2 separate regions of the Anas platyrhynchos genome follow, and region 2 is linked to region 1. Evidence: chromatin contacts called from public Hi-C data. All regions are on one chromosome and are shown on one strand. The core of a region is the stretch at or near the end of the contact, and the rest is flanking DNA. Distances in the headings are between cores, read along the strand shown.

The links. Hi-C and Micro-C count contacts between places; a contact is called where the count stands out from the background.
Region 2: a contact with region 1 is called in a Hi-C map of subcutaneous adipose tissue, with 2.1 times the contacts expected there. The contact joins two enhancer-like sites. A contact is called at or near these places in 2 of 8 Hi-C or Micro-C datasets (F1 follicle and subcutaneous adipose tissue).

Annotation. Positions count from the first base shown.
Region 1 is chr2:123,697,052-123,703,122 of IASCAAS_PekinDuck_T2T, forward strand. All of the region lies in intron 5 of CREB5 (cAMP responsive element binding protein 5), which reads right to left. Among named protein-coding and RNA genes, the nearest start is that of CREB5, 150 kb to the right of the region's middle. Within about 2 kb of position 3,555, at least 1 of the 8 cell types and tissues checked has an H3K27ac peak or open chromatin away from gene starts, as enhancers often do. A contact at or near this core is called in subcutaneous adipose tissue, where this site is marked.
Region 2 is chr2:123,860,297-123,866,367 of IASCAAS_PekinDuck_T2T, forward strand. No RefSeq gene overlaps it. Among named protein-coding and RNA genes, the nearest start is that of CREB5, 14 kb to the left of the region's middle. Within about 2 kb of position 2,990, at least 5 of the 8 cell types and tissues checked have an H3K27ac peak or open chromatin away from gene starts, as enhancers often do. A contact at or near this core is called in subcutaneous adipose tissue, where this site is marked.

The sequences.
Region 1 (6,071 bases), core at 2,305-4,804:
ACATTTGCTGGATAAATTGGCTTTAGCTTTGAAACTCCATGAAGGAGCACAGATAGCCAAGCAATTCTACAGGTCCCTGTTCATCCTCAGGCACACAATTTACACCATTAAATCACTAGCAGGATGATGAGAATTCACTACCCAATTGGTACCATTTTAACTTGGCTCTATCCAAAGGTCTGAATTTAATCAACATCCAACACCTTGACACTGAAACTACAGCCTCTTTTATTATAGATTAGAATTTTTCTACGTTTCTTACAAAACAACAGAGGCTACAGCAAGGAGACTGAGATGTAGCCACAACTCACGGCCAGCATGTGATTCCCTGATTTGCAGACTCCCGTAGAAATACAACATAATGTTTACAGTGTAACAAGTCAGCCATAAGAATTAGAACTCTGTTGTTAATGACATAAAGCTATTACTTTATTTGATATATTATTTTAAAATGTTAAAAAAAAAAAAAAAAAGCAAAACAAACAAAAAAACTATTGTCTTTTTTTTTTTTTTTCTTGTTTGTTTTGTGATGGGAGTTCAACAGGAAATCCTAGTTCGATTTCCTTCAGAGTAACTTCTCCAGCCACAGACTCATTATCTGAGAGATCCTTTCTGAAACCAAGTGAGGTCCATCTGTACTCACTTATGTTTTTAGGATTTACATACTATGTTTAGTCCTCCAATGCTTTTCTTCTGGAAAAGAATGACTATCTATTATCTCTAAACATACTCAAAACAAACAGACCTCTCACACACTCATTCAGATCTTTCAGGACTCTAAGAGGAAAATACCTGCCTTTTACTGACATTAAAGCCAGAGTTACACCATCAGTTTTACTGTGATGATAAACAAAAGAGAAAATATTTCTAACTTCACTTCCACATTCTGTGGTGCAGGATACTGCATTACTTTCAAGACTAGTTTCTAAGAATTGAAATGCACGGCTTTTCTAATCTGACATCAAATGCAGAATCAAATCTACCTAGAAAACATTCACGTGCTTGAAAATACATTGCGGTAAGAACATATTCTACACAAATTGTGCCTGCTGGATTTGCACTTGGCAGCACTCATTTTCTGGGACACCCTCTAACGTGTAGAGCCTGCTCCTTCCACTATGCAAAACCAAGGTGTTCATGCTTGTCCTCACTGACTATAGCCCATGTCAATGAGGCACTTCTGTGAATTCTTTACTGAAAAATACCACTGCCATGCTGGCATCCCTGCTGACTTTTCACATAAGGGTAGAAGACAAACTTTTTGTTGAGAAATGAACCACAGTAAGCTCAATTTTTAAAATCCCAACAAAATAGATTTTAATACATTTAAATGAGAAAAAAAAAAAAAAAGAAGAAAAAAAAAAAAGGATTTATTATGGAAACAGGATAAACAAATTAAAACAATGATGACTAACTCATCTGAGAACCTGCAGAGTTCACTTTATAGCCCAAGATTCCCTCTAACCTGAGTGGAAACAACTGTGAATTCAGCTGAATAGCTTTAATGCAAAAGAAGTAGCACCTGGATCAGTTTCCCAACTTAACTGGGATGTTACTTGCATTCTTTATGTTTCAAACCCTGGGATTTTACCATTTCTCTCCTTTCTTCCCCAAATTTTCCCTTTGTTTCTTCCTTCCATTCAAAGTGAATTTAGTTTCTAGGATTTTGAAGTTTTCTACTGTTTTTGTCCTCCATGTTCATGATTCTGTGTGTTAATTATTCTGCACAGAGATGCCAATCTGAATTCAGCTTGAAACCACTTCAGGGCTTATATATTGTTGTAATTGCTTCATAACTGGAACATATGCCTCACCACCCCGCACGTCAATAGTTGCAACATCATTTTTTTTCTGGCTTTTACCAATACAATTTTACCTCTTTCATATTTGTCCAGATTGCTGCTGCAAAGACCTTTTTGCTAACCCTTTGCCTTGAATATGCCAGCTGTCTCATTGTCCCTTAATTAACTCAATCTCTCCTCCTGAGAAGCTACTTTCTTTCATTTTCATGACCTGTGGTAACCATCCTCCCCACACTTTCCCTAACCTGTTTTCATTAATATTAAAAGTCAGCTCCAGATCAGTCCACCACGCCATCCTAATGCCTCTCAGTGCTTCTGGATAGCCAGCCACCTTCCTGACGCATCATTATTTAAGAATGCTTGCACCTTGAAATCAAGCAGACCACTGCAGAAGCTTGCTGTCAGCCTGTGACCACTTACCACTATTCTCAAGCCTTCCTTCTACATTGCCGTATTGGGCTGATGAACTGCTGCTGCTTCTAGAAATTTTTATTAGTCCCCCCAGGCACAGTCTTGCATTTTTTAATATTGAATTTCATTCCATCGCCATTAGTTCAGTACTCAAAGCTCATCCAGGTTTTTTCTTGTTGGATTTTTTTCCCCTCCTTTTTTGTATGATATCCAGGTCCTTCTCTGTATTGCCAATGTCTCCAAACCCTGCGTCACCAGCAGTACTTGTTATACTTACATTACAGTCATTAAAGAAAATGTGAAACAAAATCAGGTCTGTACTGAACACCACATAGCTCCACACAGAACCTCCTCCAACCTAATGCCTTCCTCTTCAAACCATCCTGGTTCTTTCCCCTCCAGCAAACCCCGTTTTTACACAAGCTAGATGAAGCCTACCTGCCCTGTTTCCTAGAGGAGATTCTCCCACATTAGCTGTGGTTCTTGAGCAGCCCACAGCTGTCAACAGCTTTTACTGAGTGCACATTTGTCAGCATGAGTAACAATGCAGGACAAAGAGTTTGCCTCTGTTTACCAATTCGTTCTTTACTTCAAGAGCAGCCATGCCTGAAATTTCTCTTAGCTGACAGAAGGGGATAAGCAACCTTTCGGAAAGGTTTTAAGAGGAGAAATGTTGTAATTACAATGTAAATAAGTAGTATGAATACTACCGAAATGTTTAAGTCACATTTCAGATGTCTTCTGACTCTCACTGCTGTATCAGAGGAATTTTACATCCGTGCCCCAAAGAACTGAGAAGCCCTCTGTGTCATGCTATCCTGTGCTTACCACACTCATTACTGGGAAGTATCATTATGCAGAACTTTGGCATTCCTAAAAGAGATTTCAGGAATGCCACAGCAAAAATGGATGGTTTGTTTACTTGATTAATGCCACGATCTATGATTACAAATCTGTCTACTGTAGCTTTCACAGGAAATTATTTCAAGAACTTCACTTCTGGGTGTTGCTTAACATCCAGTACCGACTCCACTATAAACTCACACACATGATTTATCTGGTGGCCAGCATGTGTGGGAGGAAAGATCTAGGAGTCTGACAAGACTCTTTACTCCCTGTAACTTTCAGGCCATCACATGTAGAAATCTAGACTGTTTCACTCCTAAGCCTGTTTGTAAATTCTCAGCCAATGCAAACTATTAATATTGAGCTAAGTGAGTGCAAAATGAAAGTGATTAGGCACATACTTTAAAAAAAAAATTATACGCACATGTTTTACTAGCTCTAAATGTTAAACCAGCCGATTACATCATACCAACACAGTAAAAATGACTCCAATGTAACCAAGGGAACTGTTTTTGCTAAATAACAACTGAGTCCCTTCATTTAATCTGAATTCACACAAGATGCAAGTTTAGCTTAATCTCACTTCACAGAAATCTCATGCCGTAATTCCACGGTGGCTGTTCAGACCGGCTGGGATGCTCTTGCTGTTGGTTCGTAGGGCAAAGCTCTCTGGGGACTGTGGCAAGGCTTTCTCAGATGAGGGGCCCTTGTCTGTTGTATTTACTATTCTTGGTGGCCTGCCAGCAGCCCCAAATTTGGCAAAGTTCAGAGCACAATCTGCAGTTGCGTTGCTTGATTATTATTAATATTATTATTTTTATTGGTTCAGTTAATATGTTTCCACTTTGTTGTATCTTAATTCTGCTTTAGTTGTCAGCGTTGCCTAGTCTGTATCTCCAGCCTGAAGCAAGGTAAGGATGGGCCAGGGGCAGCCACCACAATTGTCATCTAACTGTTCCCCAGATTGGCTAGTAATATTCTTGTTCGTCTATATTTTAGAGACCAGTTCATGAAACCTCTATTTAGTTTCACCTGATTTCCCATCTGGTCAATGTTTTCATAGTGTTCAAACAAAAGGTATTAAATATTTGTAATCACGGTTAAAAGAAAAGGAAGCTGCAGATACCCAGAAGCATCTTCAGGGATTTAAACAAATGGTAGCTGACCAGGTAAACACAATGCAAACTCAGAGTTAATTCCAGGATGTGTCTGGTGTGATTTCATCTGCCTTACTGCTATGTTCATAATACACATATGTAGGGGCATGTATCTCACAAACGCACACTGAGATAATAGATAGTATCACACAGAAGACATTATACATTTATTATAAATGTAACTATGTAAAAAAGAAGAAGATGACTTAAAAAACTACTGCAGGATGAATGACATTAAAACTTATGTTTATAGTTGCATTTTCATTTTCATTCTATCCCCCCCCCCCTTTTTTTTTTTCAGATACTTTTAAAACCTTCCAAAACTATCCCTTTTTAGGCTGAAATACTGCAGGCCTGGTCTTTGCCAGATAATGAATATTTTAAAAAATATTTCCTTAAACCACTTTGTCTGTCTTTTATAAGGACAGTGAAAAGTGTAAAGAGTTCTTCAGTTAGAAACCCTGGGAACTGAAAGTTGAACTTTGCCATGAAAACAGTTCACTAAAGAAAAAAAAAAAAAGACTTTAGAGGGTATTGATAAAAGTTAGTTTTCATTTGGCAAAACTCTTCAGAGTTCTGTTTTGTTTAGGGCAATTATGTTTTCCACAAGTTTTCTTGCTAAGCTTTTAAATCATGCACCTAAGAAAAACAACTCTATTTTTCATTTCAGCTAACCTGGCTTCTATAAAATATTTATAGGGACTAAGAAAAAGGTCTGTAAACTGCTGTAAACTGCAGTGTTAGTGAATTTAGAAAGAAGCACAGATGAGAGAGACAGTCTGATATGCAGTCTGGAGCTCAGCTCTGCTAATTCACAAGAAATGTTTTCATACAAGAGCTTTCTGTTTTGTCTTCTTCACACATATATTTGATCTAATCTGCTGGCTCTCCCAGTCTACGATACCAATTTTATTCTTCCTGTTCTCACTTACTCAACATACTCCAGGCTACATCTGTGACCTCCCTGGTCTTTCTGCTCCCCTCCAACTCATCTCTTCCCTTCTAGTAAAAATACCAGGTCCTTGAGGTTTCTAAGTCTCTCTCTCTCTTTTTTTTTTTTTTTTTCTCTCTGTCTCTCTCTTTCCCTGAGAAGAAGATATCAATGCAGTTCACCAAATTATTATTTATCTTTTTTCAAATTCCACCAGCTCATATACTTCATAGTGCCTACCTGCACTGAGCTAATAAGCAGCAGAACCAGCACAAGTGACCATGTGAGTTATCTCCTCTGCTTACATGTAAATATTGAGATAAGTTATCTCACCTGCGCACAAATGTTCTCCTGCTCAGGAATCATGCTCTTACGCAGGAGTCTTGCTAACAAAATTATCCCATTTGGAAATAACCAGTTCCAATGTATCTTTACAAACTGCTTTAGGAAACATGTATTTAGCACGTGCCAGATAGCACTGCAGGCAGCAGGCTGAAAATAGACTAGCAGGTCAAAGCGATATAAATAGAATAAAATAACAAAGATCCATTTTTCATCAAAATAGTCTCAATGACTGAGAAAATTCAGAATTCATATGTTTTACAATATAAACTGTTGCTAAAAATGTTTTTCAAACATTTACCACAAGGTGCCAGCAGTTCTTTAATGCTTTTTTTTATTTTCAATTCTTGTTGTATATATTCAAACAGTGGTACAATGTGGCAAAGACTGCAGGGAGGAAAGTCACAGGAGTATTAATGCCAGGATCAGAGACTATTGACAGAGAACAAGATCCCAGGCACATAACAGTAACCTCAAAAGAAAAAAGAAGACAAAGATTGAGTTGAGTCATTTGTGCAAAGGTATGAAGCATGCCAGTTTGTGGTCATTTGGATTTTGTTTGTACTTTTGAAACCAGACCAA
Region 2 (6,071 bases), core at 1,740-4,239, 160 kb after region 1:
GCAGGAGACAGATTTGTTTGCTGCACTGAATTTTTGCCATGAGGGCTGTGTTTAACCATTTTCAGGATGTATTTCACCTCCTGTTGCTTCAGAGCTCGAGACCAGAAGCAGAGCTAGTTTCTGCATATGCCACATCGGGGAAAGAAGATGAAAACGTGCAAACGGATGTCTACACAGCCCAAGACGAAGCCGACAGACGTTTGTTTGGCATGCAACCCCCGTGATACATGGATCACTGGCATTCCCTGCTGCCAAATCCAATGTTTTGAACACAGCTCTGGTTCCTCTGAAAACAGCAGCAACGTTTCTGGTGATCTGGATGGAGGTAAGGTTTCATCAATGAGCATGATCATGGCAATACTCACTGACCTGCCTCAGATGCTGACTCAAGGCACACAAACCTGCAGGCAAAAGTCTTGGCGACTGATATACTGACATAAGGCAGGCTTCTCAGCCACGAAACATTAACTTCCTTGCAGCCCTCAGAGCAATATATAACCCCCCGCTTTTGTATTAGCTTGCCTAGGTTAATTTCTTCAAAGACAGGAAACAAAAATTAAATAAGCAGAAGTTTTATATCTCAGTCGAGATATAAATGTCAAACAAAAACCACCCTAAGAAATCTGCATGGCTAGGATGAGCAGAGTAGTACTGCTTCCGATTGTTTTATGCTGGTGGTTTTTAATTTGATATATGTAAATCAACCCCCCGTTTAATTGTCAGCCCAGCTGCAACACCTTGTTGCTGACATATGCAGAAATTTCACTAACCAGACTAGCTAAATGAACTGCTTTTTTCAAGCTAAAGTGTCAATAAGCTGTATCAGCTCAGAAAGTCAAGAGTAGGTTTTGATATCAGCACAGTTACAACTGCTACCCCTGATTAACGTGTTAACGTCACAAAATAGTTTTCATTAGATAACTTCTTAAAGTATATCTTACCGCTTTGCTTTCATATAGGGTGGAGAACAGTGGTAAAACGCTGAGAATGTAAAACACTTTTCCTTTTATTAAATAAAATCTGCTGTGTTCTTAGTACTTTGTTCATCACAGCATTATTTCATGAACACAAGGCATTATTAAAAAAAAAAGCGATCCCTCCCCAGTCTCCCCAGCAAAGCTGTACAACATATCTGATTTATCAGCAAGTTATTTGGAAATGTCCCTAATAGGTGTATCTTACCATTTTCAAGATACAGGTTAAGACTCAGGCTCTGCTTCATCTCCAGTGGTAACAAGTTCTGTAGCTCCAGGCCTTCTGCTAAGAATGCTTGTGCTGTTCCCCACCAGTTACATCACCCCGTTCATCCCAATTACATACACCGTAGCTGATGTAGTGCTTTAATAATTTGTTTTATTTGTGTGCTGATTAAAAATTTCTAGATCAAACATTTAATGAAAAGCTCTCCAACCTGACAGGTTTGCTGCTGAATGCAGTCATTTACAACTCAAAACTTATAATAACCAGAGCAAGTGTTGGAAAAGCTGTTCATGCCAAATGCTCAGCAACTGACATATATAATCTTATATCTTTTCATTCAGACCTTTTTTTTTTTTTTTTTTTTTTTTAAATCTGAGACCTAATTATATCGGTTGTAACTGTTCTGAAATGAATGGTGGCAGGAACTAATACTTGTTTATTTTCTTTCCTGACAAGTACTCTGAATAAAAACAGTTTCTAGACATGATGGAATGACTTTTCCTATGACTCAGACACATTCAACGAAATAAGGTTTGAAGAAACCGGAGCTTGTTTTCTGTCTAACAATAGTAATTGAAAATACCCAGAACTTTTAAGTATTTACACCCTTTAGAAACATAGGACTAAAAACTACATAGGGAGGCCAGAAAGTCTCCAGCAAACAAGCTCCTGCCCTGAGTTTTTTCATTTCAGTGAGATACTGCACTTATTCACTCAGGCTTATTTCAATTTAATGAATTTCTCTTTTCAGTTTGATTTTATTTTTTATTTTTAATTTACAGGTGCCTCTTAAAGTAAACAGTCATATTTCCAACTGGCAACATATTTGATGTTCTTCACAACTCCAGGGCAAACTGGAGTTTTAAAATAAGCTACTTAATAATGTAGGAAAGGCACATAAAACTCCATGTTTATTTCCATGTTGCAAAGATCTAAGCAGCTCACTTTTTGCAAACTGCTTAGCTGCCAGTACTTCAGTTATTTCAGCTTCTTTAAGGAGTAAGCTGCAGAGTTTGGCTCTGCTTTATAAAGTTATTTAAAAATTTTGTTGTTGCTCTGTAGTAAGGAGTTTAAAAGAAATATCAGTAAATTCTATTTGAAAACTGGGTGAAGTCTCTGCTGAAAAAGAGAGATACATCTGTCAAGTTAAGTACAGTAATTGAAATGGCATGAAAATGCTTTCAAAATACATATTAAAAATAAAATAAATAAATAAAAACTAACTTATTGAATACCTTTGTCTATATTCTTCTTTCTTCCCCAACAATGCAAGCATATTTTCTGATCCCAGGAAAGCATTCAGGCTGCCGATTGTTCTCCTGCAATTGCAATTAAAGCTACTTGGCCTTTGACCTTATGTCTCACGCTCAAAATGTGCACCGTGTACAAACCACAGAGCACTCCCTGCTGCATCTGCCTGCTGACAGCACCTCTGACTCATCAGCTCTAACCCTGAAATCACACAGTCGATATCTCTCTATGCAAATGCCATCTTCGAGCAGGCTTTCTGTGGAGCATGCCAGAGCGGCAAACCGGCAAAGACCTGAAACCATATCAATATTCCCAATTTCAGAATGGTTAGGATGCATTGGCGGTCCTGGTGCTGGGTAAGTAAAGGACTGTGATGCTATATATTTTGCAGTCAGAAGGGTAGGTTTGCAACAGGGCTGGGGCTGTTTCTAAAGCAAACACTCCCCAAAAAGCTCGCTTAATCCTCGGGCAAGCTTTTGTAAAGCTGAGCAAGTTCAAGTTCGGCTCTGCGCTGCCTCCTGGGCTATTCCTCATCAGCGGGCTCCCTCTAGAGGGAGCCCGGGGCAGCTGCTGGGGAGCCTGGCCTTCACCCCAACATCAGCATGCACATCTGGATGCACACGGCCAGCGCTGCCCTGCTCCTTCCCCTGGCGTGGAAAAGGCAGCAAAAAGCCCTGGCATGTCTGCTCTGGAGAAGCTGAAGGAAAGCAAATTCCTAGCGTTGTCCACAGCAGTTTCAGCAGCACAGTTGTGCTGTTCTTGAACTTACTGGCACGCTTCTTCACCACCACCACAGAGATCTGCAGGTGGATTTCCAAAACACAGACAAAAGGAGAGGTAGATTTGGGGTGAGAGTGGTGTCTCAGAGTGTCTTGGAGTTAGCGCTTCTGCAGGAGTTGTAAGAGAGAGTTTAAGCTCAGGCTTTCACGGCTGAGCAGGAACAGCATCCCTGTTCCCTCACCCTGCATTTGGGTGCTGAAATTTTGGCCTCACTGGCAAATCCCAGCCTGCTCTAGGGGTGCACACACTGGGCTCAGCACTGCAATGCCACAGCACCTGCCAGGGGAGTTCCATCTGCTGCCCTGACCTCCATCACCAGTCCCAAACATGCTTCACCGTCTCAGAACACATTATTCCCAATCACAAACCAGAACACCTTTGTGATTTTGATTGTTTTTTTCGTGCTACATGAATGCAATAGTCAGTATGGCAGTTTAAAATACCATTTGTACCAGAGTACCTGAAATACATTACTATATGATGTTATAGATGTTGTCTATAGTAGTGACAAGAAACTAAACAAGTCATACCTACAACATGTGATGCATTTTCAAGTAATTAAAAAACGGTTCTAGAGTTGCTTGGGTTTTCTTGATGCCAACGTTTCTGCTGCCATCAGAAATAACACGCATTGCTGTGAACACATGAAAGCAACACAGTGCAGCACACGGTCTATGACTCCTGGTAATTCATCCCCTGGAAGAGTACAGCTCCCTCCAGCAACCAGAGAAGTGTGCATGAATAGCAGAGATGAGCTTCCTGTAGGTTTCAGACATACACGATAGTGTGGATGAATCTCACCTGTAGTTTATATCATACTTGTACTTAAATACTGTCCCTTAAAATCTGATTTATCTGTACCAGTAGGCATCTATATTTGGCCAGTCTCACCTCCAAGTAAGAATGCATTTAGCATACATCTCCCCTTTGCAATGGAAAGGCACAAGGCTGGCAAAGCCAGCTAGCATTACCTAAGCTGGAATACTTGCATGGAGTGGTACAGACCCCATGCAAAGATCACAGCTCTGTCTTGAAAACATGTGTAGGCTGTAAATTCAGCCTCATTAGGATGTATTGGCTCAGGCAGAACATAATGCTGACGTGACTAACCTGCCTCTGATTTTGGAGCTGGTGTGGGCATCATTAGCCCAGGCATCTGCACTATACCTGTAGGCAGTCTAAAAGAGATACAGAAATTTAGACCAAAATTGCTACCTTGAATTTAGGAAGCTGACCATCTTTGACCAGTGCAGAGCTGATCTTCTATGTAAGTTACGCCACAGAAAGATGTATTCCAAAGACTATTTAAATAGCATTATTGAAAACAAAAACAAAGTCTGAAAAATAAGCCTGAGTGGTCCCAACTTATTTTCTTATCTGTGTTCAGTTAAACAAGAACAGTTATTTTCTATTTATTTATAGATGACATTTTTGCTAGGCCAGAGTTATATTATATGTTGTCCAGCTCCCAGAGAACAAAGGAGTGTGTTTATAGAGCTCTTACCTATAATTAGTGTCACCCAGTTAAACAAGGCACCTCTGTTTTATAACTGCCAAAGCTGTCACTTTTTTTTTTTTTTTTCAAAATGAATTTCAGTGGTGGACTACTCGAGCCACAGTTTCTTTAAAAAAGTAGTGTAAAATGTGTTACTACTCTAGACCTGCTATTCTAACCAACCATATCAGGTGGCAGGCTCTGCCACAGTGCCAGAGCTCAGAAAACGCTTCCTCTATTATATTTCCACTTAATTATTCTTGTACTTTTCAATAACTTTGTGTCATAAAATCGTGGCATATAGTCGATTTGGATTAGCTTTATCCTACCAGGTTATGACAGACTTTCAGCCTAGTCATTAATCTGTCGTCATAAGTTTTGGAACCGTATAGACGTGAGAGCCAGCCATATTTAAATTGGGAAGGTATACTTTTTATGAGTCTACATTTAATTAGAATTCCAATAAAAGTGACACATCCATTTGAGGCAGGCTTAATATGCTGAGTTTAACTTTTCTTCGAAACACCTTTCTCTTAAAAGGAATGTCTGCAAAGAAAAACAGTATTTTCTCCAGACATAACAGTCTTCAGGTCGGCCTTTCCCAAGGAAATATGTCCTCTAGAGCAAAGGCCCTATTGTAGGCTATAGCGGATACTGAAGCTTAAGAAGAGGCTGGGAAAGTGCTCAGCTTGAGCTTCTTCATGTCCTTTTACTTACCCACTGAGGGCTGTTGTAACAGCAGTGGAAAAAGTTTGGTACACCAAGCTTCATGGAGACAATAGTGACTGAGCCATGTTGGGTGTTACCTGCACTGCTCCTGCTGAGTAAAGGACATGGTGCACATACCTTCTTCTTCTGCAGGCCTCTCTTCCCCACCTCACATGGATGTCAGAGCCCCCCGGGCTGGCACTGCCATGGCACCCACTGCTCGGTCTGCTCCCTGCAGGTGAAGGGAGCAAGGAGCGATCTGGGTGGCAGGGGACATCAGCAGAGAAGGCAAACCACAGTCACAGAAGCCATGCTGTGCCCACCTTGCTCCTCCTTTGATGAAAGCGTGGGTTGGTTTCCAAACCTGATCAACCATCTCCTCTTGAGAAGACAGGGCTCTGATCCCCCAGGAGTCAAGAAACCAGCCTCTATTTTCCATAGTCAGTCTACCATCTTCTGCAACACTCTCTTATTTTCCCAACTGAGGCAACAAATGGCCTCTCTGTCTAAGAACCTCAGCCAGATCATTCTCCACACTCAAAACACCTACACTATACTAACCATATAACTACCAGGCCTTTAGTCCCTTGGACAGGAGGACACTGGCAATCAGCATCGCCAGCTGATACATTTTAAT